Regions from separate parts of the Sus scrofa genome. Here regions 1 and 2 are each linked to region 3. A link is a contact called in public Hi-C and promoter capture Hi-C data. All regions are on one chromosome and are shown on one strand. The core of a region is the stretch at or near the end of the contact, and the rest is flanking DNA. Distances in the headings are between cores, read along the strand shown.

Region 1 (2,700 bases), core at 199-2,698, 110 kb before region 3:
TTAAGGCCCCAAATAAACCATTTTCTTATCTGCAGCCTCTTATTTTGGGGGTTGATAGTAGCCAAAAGGGTGCTCAGCTCAGGGCCCTGGGGCAGCCCAGGCTCTGGGGGTGATGACCCCACCACCACCACCATTCTACACTATCCCTGGGCCTCCCCAGTGCTCAAGGCCCCATGGAGGTTTCCCTGCTCAGCTTGCATCCCTCATCCTGGGGCTGCAACCCCAGGTCTCTCCACTGCCAGCTTCCCCACAGGCTGCAAGATCTTGATCTCGCTCTTCCTACCTGCTGTTCTACGGACAGTCTTCCACTTCCTTGTGGTCCTGCCTCCTAAGCCCTTTCTCCACAGGAAATGTTGGCTCAGAGGCGACACCAGGCCTCTGGTGATCCAGTGGTTGCCACCCCCTCCCTGTCAGGCCCTGTCCCCCACTGCCTTCCCTGAGCCCCAGCCCCGCCCCATTCCCCCTCAGTGTCTGGGACCTCCCTGCAGCCAGCACTGTGGCCTGGCACTTGTTCCTCTCCTTGTGTTGTCCCCTCCCAGGAGCCTCAGCCCTTGGCCCTCAGGGCTGGTCTGGCACACAGCAGCACTGCAGGAGGCTCTGGGAACAACACTGCCAGGGCATTCACAAATGAGCCGCTGTGAGGACGTGGAGTGTCAAGGGGCCTAATGGGCAGGGTGAGCCAAAGGGGGAATTTGTAGGGCAGTGTGGCCCCTCAGCACACTGTGGAGTGAGGGTGGACAGGGGGCCAGCACTCAAGCTCTTGGAGACACCCTCCTGCAGAGCCCCCTGCCCTAGGCCTGCTTCTTGGCACCTACCTGGGGCGACCGACGGGGCTTCAAGGGGGCCTGGCGTATGGTCTGGCGGCCGGACCTGGTGCCTGTCCTCAGCTGCCCTCTCCTTGTCTTTGTGCTTCTTGGACTTCTTCTTGGACTTGCCATGTAAGGAGCTGCCGTGGGGCCTGCTGGGCTGGGCACAGTCCATCAGCAGAGGCAGGCTGAGGTGTGCAGTAGGGGCTGGGGCAGCCATTTCCCCATGCTCGCAGTCCCGGCCACTGTGGCCCAGGTCGTTGCTGACGTCAGCCAGGGGGTCATGGGACCGTGGGGGCTCCAGCCGCAAGGGCAGATGAGGGTCCGTGCCAGCCAGTGGGCCTGGGGTGGGCAGCAGGGCCTCGCGGCTGTGGGGCAGGCTCAGCTTCCCATTGACTGTGGGCTGAGCTCTCTGGGTGAAGTGCGATATCCTGGGTTTCTTGTTGGCCAGAGGGTCAATGAAATCAGAAGGCTGCGGCCGTTTCTGTGAAGAAGGGAATGAATTTCAGAGGGGAGCCTATGCCCAGCATTACTAGTGTCCCCTGGGGAGAGAAGGGCAACAATAGGCCAACCTTGAGCTGAACCAGGCCATGCAGTCCCAGGCACTGAGGAAACCTACAGCCTGCATGCAAAGCCCACTCTGACCACACGGGGGCGCGCGAACACCAGCCAGGCCCAGGATGTCCAGTGCTCTGCAAAGCTGGCCTGCCTAGGGGGGCTCTCAGCTGGGCCCAGAGGCCACCAGAGTGAAGGAGAAGCAGTCAGTGGACCTGGTTCCAGCCCGTAAGGGCCAACTCTGGGAATTAGTCTAAAACACCATTGTGCTCAGAACTCCCACTGCAGTGCAGCAGTTAAGGATCAGATGTTGTCTCTATGGAGGGATGGGTTCAATCTCTGGCCCAGCACACTGAGTTTAGGATCTGGCACTGCCACAGCTGTGGCACAGGTTGAAGCTGCGGCTTGGACTTGATCCCTGGCCCAGGAACTTCCATATGCCTCAGGTGCAGTGAACGAAGAAAAGAAAGAAAGAAGAAAGCAAAAAACATCCCTGTGTTCAGCATCTTCCCTAGGAAGGAAAAAGTGACAGAGTTTGAATGACAAAGGGCAGCCCCACAGGCCAGGACCATAACCCCTAGGCCCCTGACTACCTGTATCCCCATGACAAGCCGGTGACATGGTGCGGGCCTCATCCCCATTTCACAGATGAGAAGACTGAGACCCGTGAGGCAAGGACAGACCACAGGAATGGAGCCAGGATTGAACCAGGTGGCCAAGGCCCAGGGAAGAAGCAGAAGGGAGAAAGAGGGTGAACGGTCAGGCACAGGACCAGAAGGCGGCAGTAGGAATGCCAGTGAAATGGGGCCCTCTCCCTCCAACAATGACCCGAGTCACAGCATGCACAAGGAGCCACGGACCCAGGCAGGGTACCTGCAGGGCAGAGGAGGTGGGAGAGAGGAGGAGGGCTGGCCTAGCGGGGGCCAGGGACATGGGACTCAAAAGTCAGAGCGTGCAGGTGGGTGGGGATAGCTTTCCCCCAACAGCTCAAGCAAGGGTAAGGGAGTACTGCTGAAGCCCAAACCCCCCACAGTGATGCTGTACCCTGAGTCCTTCCCAACTACCGACTACCGCTCATGGAGCCCTCCTGGGCACTGGCCAGGCTGTAGCTACACACTTAATTTTACAACAGCCTTAGGAAGCAGCAGCATCCACCATGCGGAGAAAGCACAAGGCTCAGTGAGGTCTGGCAGCCACCCCGCCCTCAGGTGCACTACCACAGGTATCCCAAGGAACCATACCCAGGTCCCAGGCCCAGGATCCCCAGCCTGGTGGGGAAGCCAGACAGCTGCTCACCCATTCAAGAAAACTTGCCAGCCCTGAGCTGAAGGCCCAACAG
Region 2 (2,700 bases), core at 83-2,582, 80 kb after region 3:
GAGCAAGGCCAGGGGTCAAACCTGCATCTTCACGGACTCTATGTCGGGTTCTTAACCTGCTGAGCGACAAGAGGAACTCCTAAACTTTTGATATTGGTGGTTGGGGAGGGACAACTAGGTATCAGAACCCCTCTGGTTTCCCTAGGTCACTCTCCTGTCATTGGGGAGACTCTGCTATTCCTTTCACAGCTTGGTCTGGGTGGGATTTCTGGACCCGTCCTTTAGCCCGCCATGGCAGACCGGCTTCCTTGAGCAAGATCAGGCTGGAGAAGTTCATCGAGAAGAGGCTGACTCTGTAGTTCCAGTTCTCTGAGCTTAAGGATCCAGAGAATAGGAACTGGATAGGGTATCAGCATAGGGAAAGACATCGGGATTTTGGACTGGGGACTGATCGCATCCCCTGAACCATGGTGGCATAGGCGTTTCCCTTTCCAACATCACTCTTCTGGCCCATCAGTGATTTCATTTTTTTTTTTTTTGTCTTTTCTAGGGCCGCTTCCCGCGGCATATGGAGGTTCCCAGGCTAGGGGTCTAATCGGAGCTGTAGCCGCTGGCTTACACCACAGCCACGGCAACGCCAGATCTAAGCCGCGTCTGCAATCTACACCACAGCTCACCGCAACGCCAGACCCTTAACCCACTGAGCAAGGCCAGAGATCGAACCCGCAACCTCATGGTTCCTTGTCGAATTTGTTTCCACCGCGCCACGACGGGAATTCCATGGTTTCATTTTTCATATTACATTGACCGCCATCTGAAAGGTTCATTTGTTGGTGGGTTGTTTTCCCCCCTCCCCGACCTGCGCATCCCATGAGGGCAGGGACCAAGTCGCCTTGCTCATGCCTTTTCTCCAGGATACTTGGCACATATAGGGTCTCAAATGAATAAATGCATGCCTGGATGAGCAACGCCCTAAACCAGTCTCCGAGATGAACTGGTCCGAGCCCAGGCTCATACTCGAGTGCTGCCTGGGGTGGGTGCTGGCTTCATCCTTATGACTTGGAAGGTGTTGAGTCCAGCAATCTCTCTACTGGGGGTTCCAGCCAGTCCCCGGACCTTTCTCAACAGCCAGGCGGCTGCTGTCCAGCGGGCCAGGAGGCGGCTCACTGCGCCTGCGCCGAAATCCCCACCCTCCCTCTCCCACCTCCCCTGTGCCCCCACAAGTGCAAAGCCGAGACGCGCGCATGCGCTGTCGCCCCCGCAACGCGCGCTACTTCCGAGCGCATGCGCCGCTCTCACGCCCGCCGACGCGCCTGCGCACTGCCCGCCGCCCGCGGGTCCGGCTGGCGCTTGCGTGGTGGCACCCGCGATTGGGGGGGCGAGGAGGTGGTGGAGGAGGAGGAGGAGGAGGAGGAGGCGGCGGCGGCGGCGGCGGCGGCGGCGGCGGCGGCGAGAAGATGGCGACTTCGAACAATCCGCGGAAATTCAGCGAGAAGATCGCGCTGCATAACCAGAAGCAAGCGGAGGAGACGGCGGCTTTCGAGGAGGTCATGAAGGACCTGAGCCTGACGCGGGCCGCACGGGTAAGGGGGTTGCCCGCGCCGACCCCTCAGGGCCGGAGAGGGAGGGAAGGGGCGCGTGTCCGCGTGCAGCGGGAAGGGGGGCGCGGGACGGGGGCGGGGCGCCGCGCGGCGGGGGCGGGGCTTGGCACGGCCCGAGGGGACAGGTGTCCCCACGCTCCGGGCGTCGTGGGCGGGACCGGTACCCCCACATCATCGATACCTGAAGGGGTACAGGTGGCCCTACAACGTTGTTACTTGAAGCGGGGACCAGGTTATTACTATATCATTGTTATTTGTAGGGGCAGGGACCTCTACATCATTACTACCTGGAGGGAACAGGTGCCACTACATCATTGTTACCTGAGGGGGGAAAGGTGTTCTCACATCAATGCTACCTGAGGTGGATAGATGCCCTGAGCTATGCCATGGTCTAGGGGAGACAGGCTGATACTGAGATGTGTGAACTTGGCGCTGCTTGCAAGCATCCCTGTTACCTTGGGAGGGGAGATAGGTGCTTCCATATCATTGGTATCTAAGGGGTGGCAGATGCCCACACATCACTGCTGCCTGAAGGGACAAGTGTCCCTACATAATTGTCACCTGTGCTCTCACACCCTGGGTCTTGGGAGAAGGACAGGAACCCCTCCTTGCAGACCTGAGATGGAATATGTATCTCTCCCTTTTGGAAACCTGAGGGCAAGATCTGGTGCCGTCCCCTGTGGGAACCTGAGGGGATTGGGAAGGCAGATTGGGCTCAGTCTTGGAGATTGGAGTGGAGCCCCTTCCCCATGCAACCTGTATGGTGGGGGCCAGGTGATGGACAAGAGACAGCTGGCCACAGATGGCCCCTGGCCCTTCAGGACCAGGGTGGAGAGTTAGTTCTTCCTCAGATGGCTGAGCGCATTTCATGTGCAGGGGCAGGCCAGGTTACCTGCTAACCTAACCTTGGAAGCTGCTGTAGGCCTGGAGCAGGGGCTTGTTTGTGGCTGGGGTGGGAGACCTGGCCTTCTTGTGGGCCCTAGCGTCTGGCAGCCGCCTCAAGGTGCCAAGCTCTTCAGCTCTTGGTGTCCTCTCTTGTGGAGTTTGTCTATCAAGCCCTTCCTCATGGGTCAGGGAGTGGAGCATGCTTTGCACAGGTGGCAGTAAGTCTCTGATCCTGCAGAGTGATGGGACCCCTGTGCTGCACCCTGGTGCCTTG
Region 3 (2,700 bases), core at 55-2,554:
GGGAAGGGCAGGCCCCAGCAAATCGGGTGAGGGTTGTAGTTCCCTGGTAAGACAATGCCTTTTTTTTGTCTTGCAAAAATTGGAGCTTGTAGATGACAACCCAAACCTAGACAGTGTTTCCTAAAAACAGCTGAGGAGTTCCCGTCGTGGCGCAGTGGTTAGCGAATCCGACTAGGAACCATGAGGTTGCGGGTTTGGGTCCCTGCCCTTGCCATGAGCTGTGGTGTAGGTTGCAGACGCGGCTTGGATCCAGCGTTGCTGTGGCTCTGGCGTAGGCCAGTGACTACAGCTCCGATTAGACCCCTAGCCTGGGAACCTCCATATGCCGCGGGAGCAGCCCAAAGAAATAGCAAAAAGACCAAAAATAAATAAATAAATAAAATAAATAAAAACAGCTGAGACCTGGAGTGTCATCTAAAGGCTGTCACTTAATACCCCAGGTGGTTGATTTTCATCTTGTTCAATTACCCCCTTCTCTTTAGGCCAGGCTACCACCATTTTTCTCCTCTACCCCATGAGCTCTATCTCCAGCTCCCAGGCCTCTGTGGTTAATATGAACCCCTGCTGGCCTCAGCCCTGCCCCAGACTCCCACATCAGGGCCTTTGCACAGGTTCTCCTAGCTCATTTCTGAGTAGTTCCCGGGGAATCTGCTGTGGACTGGGTTCCAGTGACTCCAGTGTCAACTTGCGTTCAGATTGTACTCTTTTTTTTTTTTTTTTTTTTTTGTCTTTTCTAGGGCCATACCCGAGGCATATGGAGGTTCCCAGGCTAGGAGTCTAATCAGAGCTGTAGCCACTGGCCTACGCCGCAGGCACAGCCACGCAGGATCCAACCTGTGTCTGCGACCTACACCACAGCTTGAGGCAACGCCGGATTCCTAATCCGCTGAGCAAGGCCAGGGATCGAACCCACAATCTCATGGTTCCTAGTCAGATGCGTTAGCCACTGAGGCATGACGGGAACTCCAGATTCTACTCTTGTCACAAGCTTATGGCATTAGATGACGGATATCACCTCAGGTTCCATTCCTTATTTGAGTGGAGATGGGATGTGAGGAGATGGAAGTCGAGCGTTGACATCGTATGGAAACAAACCGAGGAATACCCTTGCTCTATAGTGAACCTGTACATTTCAAGATCAAAAATGTTAAGAAGGCAGGCGCTGGACGGAAACAAGGGAGTGGGGGGTGCTTGGAGAGTGTCAGGACAGAGAAGCTGGCTGTCTTCGCTTCCCAGTCTTCCCCAGGATCGCTCAAGTTTTTCCTGCCGCAGGCTGGGTCTAGAAGCCTCCGGGCCTCCAGGGGGCGCCTGGCGCAGCGATGCAACCTGCTCCCGGGCGGGGCCAGGGCTGCGCAGTCATGATCACCGCCGAGGCCGCGGCAGAGTCGGCTGTCTCCGCGGTTCCTGAGGCTGCGGATAACACGGGAGGCCCGGAAAGAGAGGAGCTGGTGTGGCCTTGGGTGAGCTCGAGCCCGAGCGGGAACAGGCATGGGGTGGGCGGTGCAGGCCCGAGGGCGCCGTTTTCATGCCCCAGCCCTGCCCCCCGCCCCATAGAAAGATGCCCCGATCCGGGTGCTGGTACAGCGCATCCACCAGTTGCAGGCTGAGCGCGCGCAGGCCTTCCGTCGGCTGGAGGAGTAAGTGTGGGCGTAGGGGAAAGGAGAAGTCGCAAGGTTCAGCACCCAGCCCGCTCGCGGGACGGGTGCGCCGTGGGAAGAATCTGGGAACCTGAGCGAACGCAGTGTCAGAGGTGGGGCGGGATTTACAGGGAGACCAGATCTTTCCCCCTCCCCATGCGCAGGGGTGGGCCCGTTTTGGGTTACCCTGCGGTACTCACAACGTCCTCCATACTCTGGGGTCCAGGGCAGGGACACTTCTTGGGGGGCTTTCAGGTGGTCGATTCGGGTGCAGGGACTGAGAGCTGGGACCGTAGCCTCAGGACCCCCACCTGCCACAGAGGCCACCGCCAGTACCTGAGCAGCGGCCCGCCTTACGACTTCCCGCGCTACCGGAGCACGGTACACGAGGTGACCCAGGCTTTCACCGCCGCCTCTCGGGAAGTGCTGGCGGTGGAGGCGGAGCTGACCGGACCCCGACAGCAGCCGCTGCTCGCGAGCCACGTGCGCAGGCTGCAGCAGCTGGAGGAGACGCGCCTGGCCACGGTGAGGCCCCGCCCGGCAGCAGTGTGTCCTACTCTAGGGCTTGTCTCTCGGGCCTTGGCCCATTGGGCGCCACTTGGGGGAGGGGCCAGATTCCGTCCTCTCAAGTCCCGCCCCTGGCGCCCCAGAATCCACTTCTTCTTGCCCCCACTTTAGTCGTCCATTAAGGTTTCACTGGAAATTTTCAGGTTTAGTCCCCTCTTGTCTGCCTCCACTTACATCCAGGTTTTTTTAGCCCCAGGACACGCCTACTCTATCCCAGACTCCGCCCCTACCGCGCTCCTTCTTCTCTGGCTTTTGCCAATACCCCAGATGTGGTACTCAACCCCCTGAAGATTGGGGGCCTTGAGTTTCCTGGCCGTGTCCCAGTCCCATTCCGAGTAACCTTAGACTCCCACCCTAGGTTCTGGGCCGGCTCCTCCCTCTAGGTTTCCATGGCCCCGCCTACTCTGCTGATGTATTACCATTCCCAGTCCAAATTCACCTCAAGCCACGCCTGCATCATAGTTTACATTGGGATTCCCATCCTGCACCGCGCAGG

The links. Promoter capture Hi-C pulls out the DNA fragments that hold promoters and counts their contacts. Hi-C and Micro-C count contacts between places; a contact is called where the count stands out from the background.
Region 1: a contact with region 3 is called in a Hi-C map of alveolar macrophages, with 1.9 times the contacts expected there. The contact joins the enhancer-like site here to the promoter of C2H19orf60 in region 3. A contact is called at or near these places in 10 of 47 Hi-C or Micro-C datasets (alveolar macrophages, blood, embryonic fibroblasts and 5 more) and 1 of 2 datasets of contacts at active chromatin or transcription factors (alveolar macrophages).
Region 2: a contact with region 3 is called in a promoter capture Hi-C map of liver, with 4 times the contacts expected there. The contact joins the promoter of CRTC1 here to the promoter of C2H19orf60 in region 3. A contact is called at or near these places in 1 of 5 promoter capture datasets (liver), 12 of 47 Hi-C or Micro-C datasets (blood, embryonic fibroblasts, fetal heart ventricle and 6 more) and 2 of 2 datasets of contacts at active chromatin or transcription factors (alveolar macrophages and skeletal muscle).

What each region holds. Positions count from the first base shown.
Region 1 is chr2:59,349,784-59,352,483 of Sscrofa11.1, reverse strand. It overlaps ELL (RNA polymerase II elongation factor ELL), which reads right to left. Exons shown (of 13, transcript XM_021083507.1): 9 at 816-1,290. Among named protein-coding and RNA genes, the nearest start is that of ISYNA1, 13 kb to the left of the region's middle. Within about 2 kb of position 1,448, at least 6 of the 83 cell types and tissues checked have an H3K27ac peak or open chromatin away from gene starts, as enhancers often do. A contact at or near this core is called in alveolar macrophages, where this site is marked.
Region 2 is chr2:59,155,828-59,158,527 of Sscrofa11.1, reverse strand. CRTC1 (CREB-regulated transcription coactivator 1) reads left to right here and starts at 1,332. Exons shown (of 17, transcript XM_003123525.4): 1 at 1,332-1,523. The coding sequence starts at 1,398.
Region 3 is chr2:59,235,675-59,238,374 of Sscrofa11.1, reverse strand. It overlaps C2H19orf60, which reads left to right and starts at 1,304. Exons shown (of 5, transcript XM_005652933.3): 1 at 1,304-1,460; 2 at 1,555-1,637; 3 at 1,912-2,162. The coding sequence starts at 1,559. It overlaps LOC106508380 (a long non-coding RNA gene), which reads right to left and starts at 2,164. Exons shown (of 2, transcript XR_001305188.2): 1 at 1,838-2,164; 2 at 1,114-1,728.